2 separate regions of the Mus musculus genome follow, and region 2 is linked to region 1. A link is a contact called in public promoter capture Hi-C data. All regions are on one chromosome and are shown on one strand. The core of a region is the stretch at or near the end of the contact, and the rest is flanking DNA. Distances in the headings are between cores, read along the strand shown.

What was found. Promoter capture Hi-C pulls out the DNA fragments that hold promoters and counts their contacts.
Region 2: a promoter capture Hi-C map of embryonic stem cells shows a contact between it and region 1. The contact joins the promoter of Atp11c here to the promoter of Mcf2 in region 1. A contact is called at or near these places in 17 of 39 promoter capture datasets (the 3T3-L1 cell line, 3T3-L1-derived adipocytes, the HPC-7 cell line and 10 more), 5 of 484 Hi-C or Micro-C datasets (the N1E-115 cell line, embryonic stem cells and uterus), 4 of 115 datasets of contacts at active chromatin or transcription factors (DN3 thymocytes, cardiomyocytes and embryonic stem cells) and 3 of 9 other capture datasets (adipose tissue, embryonic stem cells and liver).

Annotation. Positions count from the first base shown.
Region 1 is chrX:60,175,721-60,183,224 of GRCm38.p6, forward strand. Mcf2 (mcf.2 transforming sequence) reads right to left here and starts at 3,369. Exons shown (of 28, transcript NM_001289731.1): 1 at 2,862-3,369. The coding sequence starts at 3,186.
Region 2 is chrX:60,399,501-60,407,004 of GRCm38.p6, forward strand. It overlaps Atp11c (ATPase, class VI, type 11C), which reads right to left and starts at 4,505. Exons shown (of 30, transcript NM_001037863.2): 1 at 4,305-4,505. The coding sequence starts at 4,331.

The DNA of each region.
Region 1 (7,504 bases), core at 2,119-4,618:
CTCATAAGAGAAACTGTGTACACACAAATAACTACGTAATAAGTGACCTTTCAAAGGGTTCTTCATGGCAGTAAAAAGCTTTCTGAACACATAGGTAGATACAGGAGTATTTTTAAGTATATGAAATCTTTTTTGCATTTACAGTTATAAACTGTGCATGGTAGCACACACCTGTAACCCCAGTATCTGGGAAGTAGAGGCAGGAAGAGCCAGAATTTGAGATCAACCTTAAGACTCTATGTTCAGAGCCCAGTGTGGTGGTGCATGCCTTTAATCCCAGCACTTAGGAGGCAGAGGCAGAGGCAGGCGGATTTCTGAGTTCAAGGCCAGCCTGGTCTACAGAGTGAGTTCCAGGACAGCCAGGGCTACACAGAGAAACCCTGTCTCAAAAAACCAAAAAAAACAAAAAACCAAAAAAAAACAAAACAAAACAAAACAAAAACAAAAACAAACAAACAAAAAACAGTACATGCTGGGAAGCCTGGCTACCTGAGTAGCCGCATGGTGGAAGGAAAGAACAGAGTATTGTAAGCTGCCCTTTGACCTCCACATATGTGCTAGGGCACCTGCTCCCACACATATACGCACTAAAAAGAGAACAAAACAGTGTATTTTTGAAAAGAGCAAAATAAGTCCCAAGCTGTACACGGGGTTACAAACCTGTAATTTTGGTTACTCTAGAGGTTGAAGCACATCCTTTAAACCAGGAGCTCAAAAGCAACATAGGCAAGTTTTTTAAATGCCCACCTCAACAACAACAACAACAACAACAACAACAACATAAAGTTATAATATCCTATAGGGTGTGTCCCAGCCACAGATATACTTATCTTTGCAGGGACATGGTGGTAACTGCTGAAAAATACCTGAACACAAATAGCTGCCAGTCTCCCTACCCCACTACTGTATCCCTCTCCCCACCCCCACCTCCACTAAAACACAACAGAGTGCTAGGATGTATTGCCATGCCACAGTGGCAGCATGTTAGAAACTTCCAAGGATCAAGAAAATGAACTGAGAACAAAGAAAGAAATGCCTGGCAATAGAATCATCCCTTTGTATTTCATTTTTGTGGCATTTTCCCACCAGGATTGTAACTTAGAGGTAGAGCATTTGCCTAGCATCCAACACACAGGCCCCAGAACACCTCATTCTCTCGTATCCATACAAGTGTGTGTGTGTGTGTGTGTGTGTGTGTGTGTGTGTGTACATGTGAGTGCCTATGTGTTATGAGTGGTGGTAGACATGAGGATGTACCTATGCCCTCTCAGCACTGAGGATTATTTGGAGCTGGTCCTGAGCTACAAAGTGAGACTGTTTCATTTTTTATGTGTTTTTTTTCTACGAAGTTGATCTTTAGCCCCCACTGCACACGACTTGTGCACAGGCTTCCTTTTTTTTTTTTTTTTTTTTTTTGCCTCCCACATCCATTTAAACTGCCCTGAAACCCTGAAAAAGTGTGTGCCCCACTCCCACACTTCCCTTAATGATTTATTATTACATACAGAAAATAACATTGACCGCTTCCAAACAAAATACTCAAGACCAAAGGGTTCTTTGTTACCAAGCTTTAGACAGAGCCCTGGGTTTCCTGTGGTTTAACCGAAGTCATCGACGTGACCTCCTTCCAATTCGTGGACAGCCTCAAACAAGAAGAGGAATTTGGAACACACACTGTGGCTACCTGATTTGAGAAAAGAAAAACTACACCATGTCTAGTTTTTAATTCCCAAATTCCCATTACAAGGAACACCGCAGGGTAAGCAAGCACCACAGACGCACAAAAGACATGGCCAGAGCTGCAGCACCTGGCGGATATTCCTGGACTGCTAATGGTATTAGAGGAACTTTAAATTTTAGGAGCCTCTGCATGCTTCACGGTACACCAAGAGTCCAAAGCCAAGCAACTCCGACTAGCTCAATATGTATACATCAAGTGCCGCCTCTCACTACTCTTAAGCTTTTTACCAAAACAGTGGCAGCAGTTAAGACATTTGTTAGCTTTGGTTTTGTCCCTCCAAGGCAAGTAAGAAAGAGCCTTTCGCCTTTGTAGTAAGAGCTGAAGGAAGACAGGAAGCTCATAGGACCAGGCTGGAAAGAAGTGGCGGTCCTAGTGAGAAAACCCAAATTCTTGACCGCAGTTTGCCTGCAAACTCCTCCTCCAACTTCAGGCCCGCGGCTTTCAGAATCCAAGCGCCTTTTTGACTTGGCCCTAGCACGCGTACGTGAAACAAACAGCAACCACCCACACAAGTAAATAAACCTCGCTTTAAAAACTACAGGGAGTGTTACAGGGAAGTGCATCTGCATCCTCCTCCTCAGCAAGGTTCCGCTCTAGGGTACAGAATGCGGTGTAGGAAGATTCCTCCCTTAACATTCCCAACTCCACCAAGAGGCATCCAGGTGGGTGGTGGTGGGAAGTGAGGAAGAGACCTGGAACAGTCTCACCTTGCATGGCGGGCTTCTGGGGGTCCACCTGCGGGGCTTGAGCTGAGCAGAGAGCCACACACATCCTCAGAGTGGCAGCTGGCCTGAGGAACTGAGGTCCACAGTCTGGGCGGCTCTAAACTAGGAGTGCCACAGCAGGGGGGGTGGATTATGGAGTGAATGGGGGCAGGGAAAGGAGAGGGAGAAAGAGAGAGTGAGACAGAGACGGAGGGAGAGAGAGAGAGAGAGAGAGAGAGAGAGAGAGAGAGAGAGAGAGAGAGAGAGAGAGAGGTTGATTGAGAGAGAGAGAGCAGAGAAGACAAAGTGCACCAGACATCCCCTACCCGAACAGGTTGAGGAGGGAGCCGGGAAGAGGGGAGAGAGCCCAGTGTTCCAGGCAACTGAGTGGGAGTGCACAGGGATGTGGTACTCACCTGCTAGGAAGACTGCCTGCAGCAAGCAGAGGTAGTTCTTCCCGTACTTCTCCGCGATCCTAACGCGATGCAGGGCCATGGCCATGTCCACCTGCACCGGGACCGCCTGCGTGAACGGCACGAAAGAACAGTGGTCCTGATTCAGCTGGAGATTGGGCGCCTTGGCGGCAGCCCTAGGCAAACGCTTGACCGCCAGCCACTGCGAGGCCAGGGCCGGAGTGGAAGCGGGAGGGGACCCTGTTGGAGGGAGCCCAGCCCGAGAGGACCCTGCTGGAGGGAGCCTTGCTGGAGGGAACCTTGCTGGAGGGGGCCCTGCTTCCGCCATCCTCAAGCCAGACTCGCTAGTTGGTGACCCCAACCTCAACTGGCCACTGCCGGACTCTGGCTCGCTAGCAGCCCGTCTGTGCAAGCACAGACGCGGCCAGAAGGGTCGCAGTCTACGCAGCTCAGTGGCTTAGAAGACTAGAGCCCCCTAGCTGGGACCAACAAGCCCCAGGACAGGGAGCCCAGAAACTTGCAGAGATTTCAAGACTCTGGCTGCAGAGCACTTCTGACCTCAGCTACTGAGAGTTGAGCAACTCCGCTCGGAGTGGATGTACACCCACGTCCCCGCCTAGTTTCCAACAGGATGGATCAGGGGCGGGACACCGAGAACCAGAGGGGACAGCCCCCACAGATACGCCCGCGGAGGGGTAGGGAAGGCTGGAGCACGTGTAGGGAGGAGACCGCCCGACCTCTCACTCTAGGCAGTGGGAGCTGGAGTCAAGAGTTTTCTTCCTTTGCATCCTGCTTCTCAGGGCAGGGCAGGAGTGGAGTAAGGATACACAGTGTGGGCACCTGCAGATAACACTGTTGGAGAGCTTTGCTGATGCCAGAAAAGCAGCCCTGGTTAGTCCAAAAGGGCTGGAGCTCTAGCCTGAATGTGCCTTCTCCCACCCTGCCCCCCACCAGCCTGCACTCGCCCAAGTTTCCTGACTTGCTTTAAAAAGGAAAGGAGGAAATAGAAATGGGCTACTGAGAAGACTGTGAGGTAAAAAACACTTGCTGGATCAACCTGGGTTAAAGGAACCCTGTGTAAGTTATGGTATAATAAGAGAACTGATCCCACATAAGTGTTCCCTGACCTCTACATGCACTGTAATACATATGTTATGCACAAAAATAAATAATAACCAAAGTCGAATCTGAACATACAGATCAGTTGGTAGAGTGTTTTCCTAGTGTGCACTTCTGGGTAGGAGATGGACTCTGAAGGATCAGGGTTATCTCCAGCGACATAGCCCATTCCAGGCCAGTCTGGGCTACTTACAAAAGATCCTGTCTCAAAAACATCACATACGCAATTAAAACGAAAAATAACAACAAACTGACCAGGGGAATGGGGGGGGTGGCAGCAAGACAAGACATCCTCTTGAAGAACCAAGTGAGAAAGGATGGGAGGTCCCAGCCAATCCCTTCTCCTAAGCCCAAAGCTCCCCAGAAGAAAGCTTTGGAAGAGTAAGGGAAAGCTAGCTGCTCATAACAAAAGCTAGAGCAGCAGGACTTTGAAGGGCTAGCAGGGAGGTAGGGGGGAGGGGCTGGAGGGAGGGAAGGGGGAAAAAAGAAATCTGGTAAATAAATTATAATCTGGAAAAAAAAAAGGAAAAGCTATAGAAGCCGGGCAGTGGTGGCACACGCCTTTAATCCCAGCACTTGGGAGGCAGAGACAGGTGGATTTCTGAGTTTGAGGCCAGCCTGGTCTACAGAGTGAGTTCCAGGACAGCCAGGGCTACACAGAGAAACCTTGTCTCAGATTAAAAAAAAACAAACAAACAAAAAAAGCCTATTATTTCTGTAGAAACTACTGTTTCATACATAGTGAAAATTTCCCCCTGATGTTCCTTAAAAGAAATGGCTGTTCTGATGGTCTCATGCTTTTTTGTTGTTTTGTTTTGTTTGTTTTTGTTTTTCGAGACTGAGTTTCTCTGTGTAGCCCTGGCTGTCCTGGAACTCACTCTGTAGACCAGGCTGGCCTCGAACTCAGAAATCCACCTGCCTCTGCCTGGTCACATGCTTTAAGTCCATTTCCAGTGCCACTATATCTCCGCCCCCCCCCCCCCCAAGACAGGGTTTCTCTGTATAGCCCAGGCTATCCTGGAACTCACTTTGTAGACCAGGTTGGCCTCCAACTTAGAAATCCACCTGCCTCTGCCTTCAGAGTGCTGGGATTAAAGACATGCTTCACCACGCCAGGTGCCACTATAGTTTTAGGGAACAAATGTCTTCTATAAATGTCAGCAGTCCTTTCATGAACTGTATTGTTCACACAGTGATGATGTATCCGAAATCAAGTGTTTACTGCTTGAGGAAAAGGTGACTCTAGACTATCATTTGAAATCATAACTCTGGACTCCTTCAATTATTAGCTACAATGAGTCAGGTGTAAACAGTGACGTGAGGATCCGAGGGTGATTGCTGACCTTCTATGCTGCTCAACTAATTCCTTCTTAGGATGAATTAGAACTCAAAACTAGCATGCATTAAACAGTGCGATGAAAGCAAAACAGTGTCACCATACTGGTTATATAGGTTACTTGACAATAAAAGAACGTGCTAGCATTGTGCATATTACAAAGTATATTTATCATAGCACAAACACACACACACATCTATGCACCATGGTGCATGCTTTTAATTCCAGCACCAAGGAAGCAAAGGCAGGCAGGTTCAAGGACATCCTGCCCAACATAGGGACTTCAAGACAAGCCAGATATATCCTATCTATCTATCTATTAATCTATCTATCTATCTATCTATCTATCTATCTCTATATCTACTTTTCCCTTTATTTTTGTGAGATGAAACTAACATCTCTAATAGAATGTACAGTCCTTTGAATATATACCCAGGAATAGTATAATATATCCTCCCTCTCCCCTCCCCTCCCCTCCCCTCCCCTCCCCTCCCCTCCTCTCCTCTCCTCTCCCCTCCCCTCTCCTTCTTCTTCTTCCTCTCTCTCTCTCTCTCTCTCTCTCTCTCTCTCTCTCTCTCTCTTTCAGCTGTAGCCCAAGATATTCTGAAATACCTTATATAGACCAGTCTATCCTCAAACTCGCAGTAATTTTTTTGCCTCGGTGTTCTGAATGCTGGGTTGACAAGGGTGAGCCACCCTGCCAAGCTCAGATTTCCTTACTTAGCAGCTTCCCTGTGATAATTTCTTCAACCCAGAAGCTTGTTTTTCATTCAACCTATCTATCTAAAGACTATCCAGTCCGGACAGAACAGCTTCATCCAAGCCTCCTCCAGCCGGAGCTGTGCACTGTCATATCAGAAAACGATAACTGTATCTTAGTATTAATAGAACTCTGATTTGGCAGGACTTGAAATAACCTTGTAGCTAAATGAGAGTTTTACCACAGCTACCAGCATTGAGAGCAAGCCTGAGCCAGAGGTCTTGTGTGCTCACCTGCAGCATTGGGCTCCATGTCTGCCTCAATAGCAGTCATTGTACTTCTCTAGAGTGCAAGGAAAGACATCACTTCCCCCGCCCCCCCTCCAGTGTTTAGTTTTTTTCTGTATCAAACTTAAGCCTAGATGGTGCAAAATAGCAAAAGGAACACATCTCATTTCCATTGTCTTCTTTTTAAATTTATAAACCCAGGGTTGGAGAGATGACTCTAGCTCCAGCCCTCATGGGCACCAAGACTTCAGTTCATCCACAGATGGACACATATACATGTAATTTTAAAACTATATAAATGCATAAAGTCACAAAGATAATTGTTGGAAAGTAACAAATGAATAAAGGCCTTTGTGGGAGGCTACAGCTTTGGTGGAAAAGGCACATGGAATGAAGGGACCTGGTGTGACCCTATACATCCCTGGACATCCAGAAGACAGGGCCATGCTAGGTAGTGTTGAAAGGCAGAAGGAAGACATTCACCTCACCACAATGATATTCACTAACACAGAGGAAGTATTTTGCTTCTGCACCCACACTTTTTGCAGATGGCCTCCAGTCCATTCCCCTAGCAAGAAAGCAGAAACTTTGGCAGGGGTGGGGGTGGGGTGATTGAAGAGCTCCAGGAGAAGGCAAGTGAAACTCTCCTATTTATTGTTATCTTCCAATCATGGGATTCCCCACCCCACCCCCAGCAGCTTTCTAACACTAAAATAAAGGCCAGCAGTCAAGAACTCCCTTCTGGGGGTTCTCTAATCGCCCGTTCCAGCCTCATTTTTAAATATGAACAGACAAGCAAATCGCTTTTCAGTTTCTCAGGTCTCCCCCCCCCCAACTAGGCCATAGTTATTCAAACACTTAATCTGACTGCAGCAGAGCAGTATTCTGAACTGTGGTTAACATCTGCAAATCAGTTGACTTTAAGCAAAGGAGATAATCCTTGAAAGCCTGGGTGGCCACATTCAATGGGCTGTAAGGCCTTACAGCAAAATCGAAGTTTCTCTGAGGAAGTTCTGAGGTAAGTCTCTAAGAACCTTTCTGCCTAAGCTTGCAGCTCACCAGCTAGGCCTACCTAACTGAGGCAAATCCTTGAGAAAATTCCTCCTGCCCCCTTACTCCAGCCTGTTCTGATTTCAAGAGTACTATGCTCTCTCATAAGGGTCTTTCCTTCTTCCCATTCCTCCCTCTGTCTCTGTCTCTGTCT
Region 2 (7,504 bases), core at 3,255-5,754, 220 kb after region 1:
GCCAACAAATTCATCTGTAATTATAATGAATGTAATATGGTAAAAAGGTTGCTTTTAGGGAGGGGTTAGTTCAACTGTCAGACCCACAAGTGTCAGAACTATCTGGTAGATACCAACTTACCAACTTTGTTTATAGATCTGTGTTAAGAGCTATACGAATACAAAAATATTATAACCCATACATACAGATTTCAAAACCCAGTAACATAAAACCGGTATGTCTGACACTCACTAATGTCAGGGCAAGTTTATAGGTAAATGAAACAGAAGAAAAAGAACCTGTAATTACCCTTATAATTTCACAAGGAAGCCAAAACCCTTTTTGCTCCTGGAACAAAAAAGCAGTTACCTGAATTACTTTATTGTCTCTCTATGCTGTTTTATTACAGCGCCCTTACTCTGTACTCAAAGTAAGTAATAAATTAGCTACCTATTTTGTTAATTTGCAGTTTGCATTTCAGCCTTATTTAAAATGTCCATTCTTCTTGATACAGCCTAATTTGCCCAGTCTCTGATAAAACATTTTCTTTGTAGAACCAATGCAGTTTGAGCTTTCCACAATACTGTTAAGCTTTATTATCAATGATCTGTAACTGTCAGATTCCCCTCCAACAAATTAAATTGACAGCACCTACTCAATAAAATCACCTAATCTACTTATTGGGGAATTTTATGTGAATCTTTAGCAAGAAATAATTTAATAAGCTAAAGGGGAGAAATTTATGACAGACTGTCAATAAGCCTTTAAGCCTATAGATTACAAAACTCAATACAAGACTATAAAATTCCTATAATCAATACAAATGTTACTAAAAGATAGGAAGACACCCAAGCCCCTGACCTGGAAGTTTAAATTTCAACTAGTTCAAACTTCTAATTAAATTTACCTGTGAAGCAAAATAATTGAACAGGCAAAACTACTCTCACGTTTGTTATTTTGATGGAAATGTTGACTAGAAACAAATAGTGCTCCTAAGACCCCCACACACAGGCCTAACTCCCAAAACGCTGTACTATCAAATCCCTTGATAGTCTACCTCAAACTGTCAAAACCCAGGCATAGCGGGACTTGTCTGTAATCTCAGCATTAGCTAAGGGATCGGGATGGAGAGAGTTCAAAGCCAGACTAGACTATCTACAAAAAGAAATAAGTAGCTAGCTTTTGTGGCACATGCCTCTGATCCTAGGACTCGAGGCAGAAGCTGATGGTACTCTGTGAATTCAAAGCCAAGTTGGTCTACAGAGTAAGTTTCAGAGTGGCTGGAACTATCTATGTAGGAGATCCTGTCTCAAGAACCAAAAACAGGGGGCTGGAGAGATGGCTCTTGTTAAGAGCACTGACTGCTCTCCCAGAGGTCCCGAGTTCAATTCCGAGCAACTACATGGTAGCTCACAATCATCTATAACAGGATATGATGCCCTCTTCTTGTATGTCTGAAGACAGCTACCGTGTACTCCTATACATAAAAACAAATAATTCTTTAAAATAAACAAAACCCCACAAAAGGCTGTCAAAAGGAAACAGACACTGGCAGCTGCCAAAAATCCTACAACCCAGCCCCTGGAAGGTGGAAGCATGCATCAGGAACCCAAGGTCACTGAGTATAAGACCACCTGTACTATATGAGACACTGCCTTAATTTTTTTAAAAGTTGTAATTCATCAGAAAGGACAATTCTTAGCGGCAAAGATGTAATGTCACGGCTGTGTCTTTAGAAGTACAATTAATCACTATCTCTTTTAGCTCAGAAAGAGGGGGAAACAGAAATGACATTTTAAAAATGACTCAACACACATAACTGAGCTCTTCAGAAGATGATGTGATTCCTGCAAGATTCTGACCTCCTATACCAGGTTTAAGACTCAAAGATAGCCTCATTGCAATATGCCAGCAATGACCAGCAACTGTAACCAACACTACTATAATTTATATAATAGTCAAAGTCAATTTCAGATACACATGACTGCCAAATAAACAGCAGAATTGACTTCCAAAGAATTCATAGCCCTATCTGTAAAATATTAAAACAATTTTAAGGATAACACAGAACTTGGACTACATCTACTGGGCTGTGTAAGTCTGAACATTTCAGTTAAATCTTTAATTTACTGATCTAGTTATTTAAATGTGTGTACTACTAAAAGAATGTACTCCCTGTAGATGACAATAGCAGAGTTTGAGGGATTTAAAATTTTCCCACCCCAGCCCCCAAATTTCAAGTCATTTTTTAGCAGTGAGACTTTGACAGTGTTTAATGGTATATTCAGTGCAATGATTTGCAGTTTAATTCCTTTCTCTAGGCCTAGGGCTCAGACAAAACTCCTAAGAACCTTCTAGCTTATGACAGTGGAACAAATTCCTAGGACTTATCACAGTCAGGGTTGTGCAGTAAAATGTGAACAGCTGGACATCTTAGTTGAAACAATGAGGTCAAAGCTCCCTTTAGCATGAGCAAAAGTGAGTCTCTGCAGAAATCTTGGGAGAGATGCAGAGTATCAGCAGGCTGGCACCTCAACAGCCACTGCAAATTCTACTGCATGCCCTAGCTTTGTGGGCCAGCACTGCTTACTTTTTACAGATACAATGCAGAGCACTCTTAGCAAAAGAACACCAAATGGGAAGTGCTTTTGGGTCAACACCGTTTGTTTAATTCCAAATGTCCAAAGTCTTCAAAAATGGGATGTCAGCATCTTTACTTTATGAATTTAATATGACCCAGAGAGCAGCTAGTGTCTAACATATGAGTGTCATGTGGAAAGGCTACCCTTTTGCTGAGCACTACAATTAGCTTTCGTGTCGCCTTTCCCTTTTTATCGCCCCAAAACAACACTTCCAAATCACGAGAGCCTATGTGAAACAGAACTAGGAGGTACAATGCTCTTTTACAGTCTCAGGCGAAATGTGAGAACAAATGTTAGTCACTTGCTTCAGCAAAGCATCCAACACAATCCACTGCCCATGGCTCTTGAGATCCTGCATGTACACACCGTTTCCTGCTCAGTGCCACAGGTAATAATTACCTCCACCTCCCTTTGCATGTTTCTGAGTGAAACAGACATCTGGCAAAACCTAAAAAGTATTAGTATACTGATATCCTAAAAGGGGATGCCTTAAGTGTGATTAAGCAGGGGACATTTGTGAAAGTTTCAGATATGGGGGGTGGGAAATGACAGCAAATTGTTCTGACCTATGAAAAATATGTCAGCAATGATTTAATTAGAAATGACTCCACAAAGTTACCAAATTGTCAAGTCCTTAAGTCTATCCTAAGACGGAATGGGGAAGCATTCTGCATTCTCCCCCTTAACTACAGGGAAAAAAATAAAAATTTTAGGATGATGGCTTTCTTTAATATCCGTGGCAGAAATAAAATCCTATTCCCTGACACCTCTTCTGGAAATTAGGGGAGTTGCTACAAACATCCTTTAAGTAAACTGCTCTACTTTACTCAGTTCTTAACATACCCTCTGAGTAAACAGGTTAATCCAAAAAGTCAATAGCAGCCAGAAATCGCTCCCTCCCAATCCCGTGCCACACTCCCCACAGAAATACAATTCCCTTTTCTGGGGGGCTTTAGAGGCGTGGAGAAGGTGGTCGGAGGAGTTCAGCTGCCGGGTGGATTCCAAGCCTGGAGCAGAGGGTGCTGCTCTGCGAGGCTTGAGCCCCAGGGTCTGTAAAGCTGGAACAGGCTCCCGCCGTCGCTGCTGGCCCCAGCCCATCGTGCCCACAGCCCTCGCTCTTTCTGTCACCCTCAAGGTGAGCTTGGAGGCTGAGTCCTCAAAGTTTGCCCAGTCTCTGGTCATCGGCCATGGCCCGGGCGAGGCTGAGCCCTGGTTTAGCCTCCGCTTCTCTCAGCCCCCTAGCTCTTCTTTTGGGCCACAGTGACAGGTCTAGGTTTACCTCCACGTGCTCGTGGCAGAGGAAACAAAAGAAAGCTTCCTCCCCGATAATTCAACGCCATCTTCCACTAATTGGGAAACTGAGCCCCCCGCCCCGGGGAGCCCCCCGCCCCGAGTTCCGCGCGTCTGTCACTCCGAGGCGATTCCCCAGGCTGGAGGCAGAGTTCCTCAGAGCCTCGGGGAACCTCAGCTGAAATGTCCCGGGGCAGGGGTGGGACGCCCGAGAGCCCCACCTGCCTCCCCACCCAGGCCACCCGGGGCGCCGGGTTTCCGCTAAAACGCAGAGGCGGGGGAGGGGGCTGGCGCGTCCCGCTCGTCCCCTCGCCCAGAGACTGCGAAGGAGCGGCGGGGGGCCAGCGAGCGGGCCACCGGGGTACGCGTGGAGCCGCGGCCAGTGTACTCACCAAACGGTTGAGGGTCCGGCGGAACATCGCGTCCGAGGCTGCGGGGTGCCAGGCTGGGCTCCGCTGGGCTGTCTGGGAAGGCGCCGTCCACAAAACACACTGCGGCGTGGGCCCGCGGCGCAAAGCGGACAGCTAGCTCGCCTGCCCTGTCGCCAGCCCGCTGCCGCCTGCCCTCCTGCCGCCTGCCCTCCTCGCCTCTGCGCGCCCCCGCCCCCGGCCGCCCAACCGCCCGCCCGCCCGCGCGCTCGCCGCCCCGCCCCGCCCCGCCCTCCCCGCGACCCGCCCCCAGCCCCGGCCCGCCCGCCTCGGGGGCGGCGGCCCCGTCGCTCCCCTTATCTGGCCCCAGCACCGCCCCGCGCTCCCGCCGCAGCCCGCCTCGCAGCGAGCCCGGCGCGCGGGGGAGGGATGGCGGACCGGCCGCTGCTCAGCCTGGCTCCCCGTCAGCGCCCGCCTCGGCACCCCGCGCCTCACGCTCGTCCTGCCGCTAAGCCCCCGGCCGAGTCCCCACTCGCCCGCTTCAGCGGTCGCCCGTCTCGGGCGTCCCCGCGCCTCGCCTGGCAGGACTCCCAGGGGTCTGTGAGGAGCCACGGTCTCCCTCACCCCGGCCCTAACTCGTCCGTTGGCGCCGCTTCGCTCGCAGTCCTTCCTCGGCCCCGCGCTTTCGCCCGCCCAGCACTTCTGGCTGAGGAGAGCCTCGGTGCGGCCCGCCTCGAGGCTTCCAGGCGTGCCCGCTTCCTGCCCGGGAGTGGCCGCTCTCTGAGGGACGACTCGGGACGAGCCGGGGACTAAGGGGACCCTGGCGCGGGCGGGCGGGCGCGGCGCGGGCGGCTGGAGTAGTTACAAAAGCCGCCCCCTCCAGGCGTCCCTCTTGGGTCCCACCTAAGCCGTCTTCACCTCGCAGTTGGGGTTGGGGCTTTGGGGCTTTGCGTTCCCTGTCGTCTGACTACCCCACCTAAGCCCGCTTACTTCCACTTTCTCTAGGAGGTTGTAAAGTCGGGCTTTGTGTCGTTGGTGCTGCGCAGCGGGGCGGGATTTCCCTGCCACCCTCTCCTTGATCGCCCGCCCTTTTCCACGCTCCTGGGGCACCCTGGGAGTTGTAGTCCAAGGGTTCGCTTGGACTGATATTGTGGGCTGGGAGCTCCCCCATATGCACGGCTCCAGTCAGTTCACAGGGTTGCAGAGGGAAGCTGCCCGAGGTTCTCCCTACCAGCTGCGTGCAGAAATCAGAAACACTGGGTAGATTCTTAGCTGTGGGAAATGTGATGAGGATAAATTACATAAAGCCCCGAATGCTGAAAGACTTTCCCAGAACTCAACATTTACGCCACAAGAAATCTTGCACGCCCTCAACTTGCTAACTTAACATTTGCATTTACAAAAGTTTAAAACTTAAAAATGAAAGCTTGGTCAAGTATTCCCTTGAACCTGGACAGTTCTCTCTGCTCCCACCCTTTTTTTCCACTACCTTCTGAGACCCGGCCCTAGGCTGTGAGCTGAGAACTTTCAAATTCTTCTATAAACATGTTGAAGAAGTAGGTAAAGGGAGCTCTTCTCTACGGAGAGGCGAGTTCTCTCAACAACCTGGAAAGGTTGGGCTCAGCTATTCCCTCGACCTAATGTGAACTCCTGAAGGGCTTTTATTGTGAGGCGGCTAGGGCACTACCACATTTTACCCCTTGAAGGATAGTTTGATTTCAGCATTTACTTGGGTGTTTTTTTTTTATTTGTGTGTTTGTTTGTTTCCTAGAAACTGGAAACAGCAATGTGTTAAAAGACCTCCCTAGTAGGCCGAAGTGAAGTTACAAACTACAAACACATAAAACCTACACATTTGAATGTAATGATTTCTAATGTCAAAGGAAACAGGGGAGAGGATAATGTCTTTACAAAGGATCCGGGGAAACTCCTGAAAACCATGCAATTTTCACTGGGCGAGACCTATAAACAGAGCTGCAGGAGATTAACCCAGGCCTAGGAATGTGGGAAGGCTTTGGAGGAGCCCAGGGAACAAAGTCCTGGGTAGAGAAGGAGAGGTCAGTTGAAAAGTACAGGGCAACCTACGAAAAAGAACACAGCCACTCTGTCAAGGCAGGAACCAGGACACATGTGGGCGGGGCATTACAAATGAAAGCTAAACCCCTAAGCAGCCATAGAAACAAGCTATGAAGTTTGACCTTGTTTCTGTGGTCAAGGAGGAGCCCAAGCACAATAAAGTGCAAATGCAAGAGATTGAAATTAGTTCCTGAAAGGTCCTAACTGCCTAGAGGGAAAGTCCAGCATTTCTACTTTCCCTACTATGACTCTCCGTTGCCTTACACTTAGGTGTGCCTAACGATTTGTAAGAAATCCTACATTTGTAGTAATTGGATATTAGGACACTTAATCGTACAACACAGATCTAAACTTGTGCTCTCTACTCCAAGGAATTGCTTTTAAGTAAAGTTGGTTTTTTTCCTGACTTTTATTGAACACAGAAACTATCTTAATTTCATTTATTAATTATTTGTTGAATAACTTTTATGTGAGGAACACTATTCTTAATACTGGAATGGGGAACTGAAGGAAGTTATTGCCACTCAGTAATGTGCCCAGCAAAAATGAAGATATTCTGAAGAGACACTCAGATCTCTCAGTCTGACTATATATCACATTGTTGAAACAATAGATCCCAATGGAATGGGAATTTACAAGGGAATCCCACACTTAGTGAAGGAAAAGCTTCCTGCCAGAGAGGGGAACTTGTCCGGAGAAGAGATTTGACACGTTTCTAACAATTTCTCAGACCATCTTACAATATGAGACGAAAGTCCAGACAATGGTGGCACTGGGTCAGTGTTAGGTGGGAGCACACTTTGCCGAGACTGTTTTTCTGCGCATGTCCTTTGGGGAGAGGTAGGGGAGGAGCTGCCGCTCGGTTTCTTTGCCCTTTATCAATGTGACCACTGTTTTACACTTTCGACTTGGCTCTTTTGATTGACTCCTTGAGGATGGATGGCCAGATCTGCCTTGAATCATAGATTGTAACCCCCAAGTTTGATAGCAATCCAGGAAGGAATATAGAATCTTTATCAACAATATGTAAACTTTTTGATAAAATAAGTAGTGGAAAACTATTTCAGACAGTTTGGGATGGAAGTTTTTAACTAGTAAATAATTTTTCCATATCTAGTTTTGTTAAGCAGATGGAAGAAAATATACTT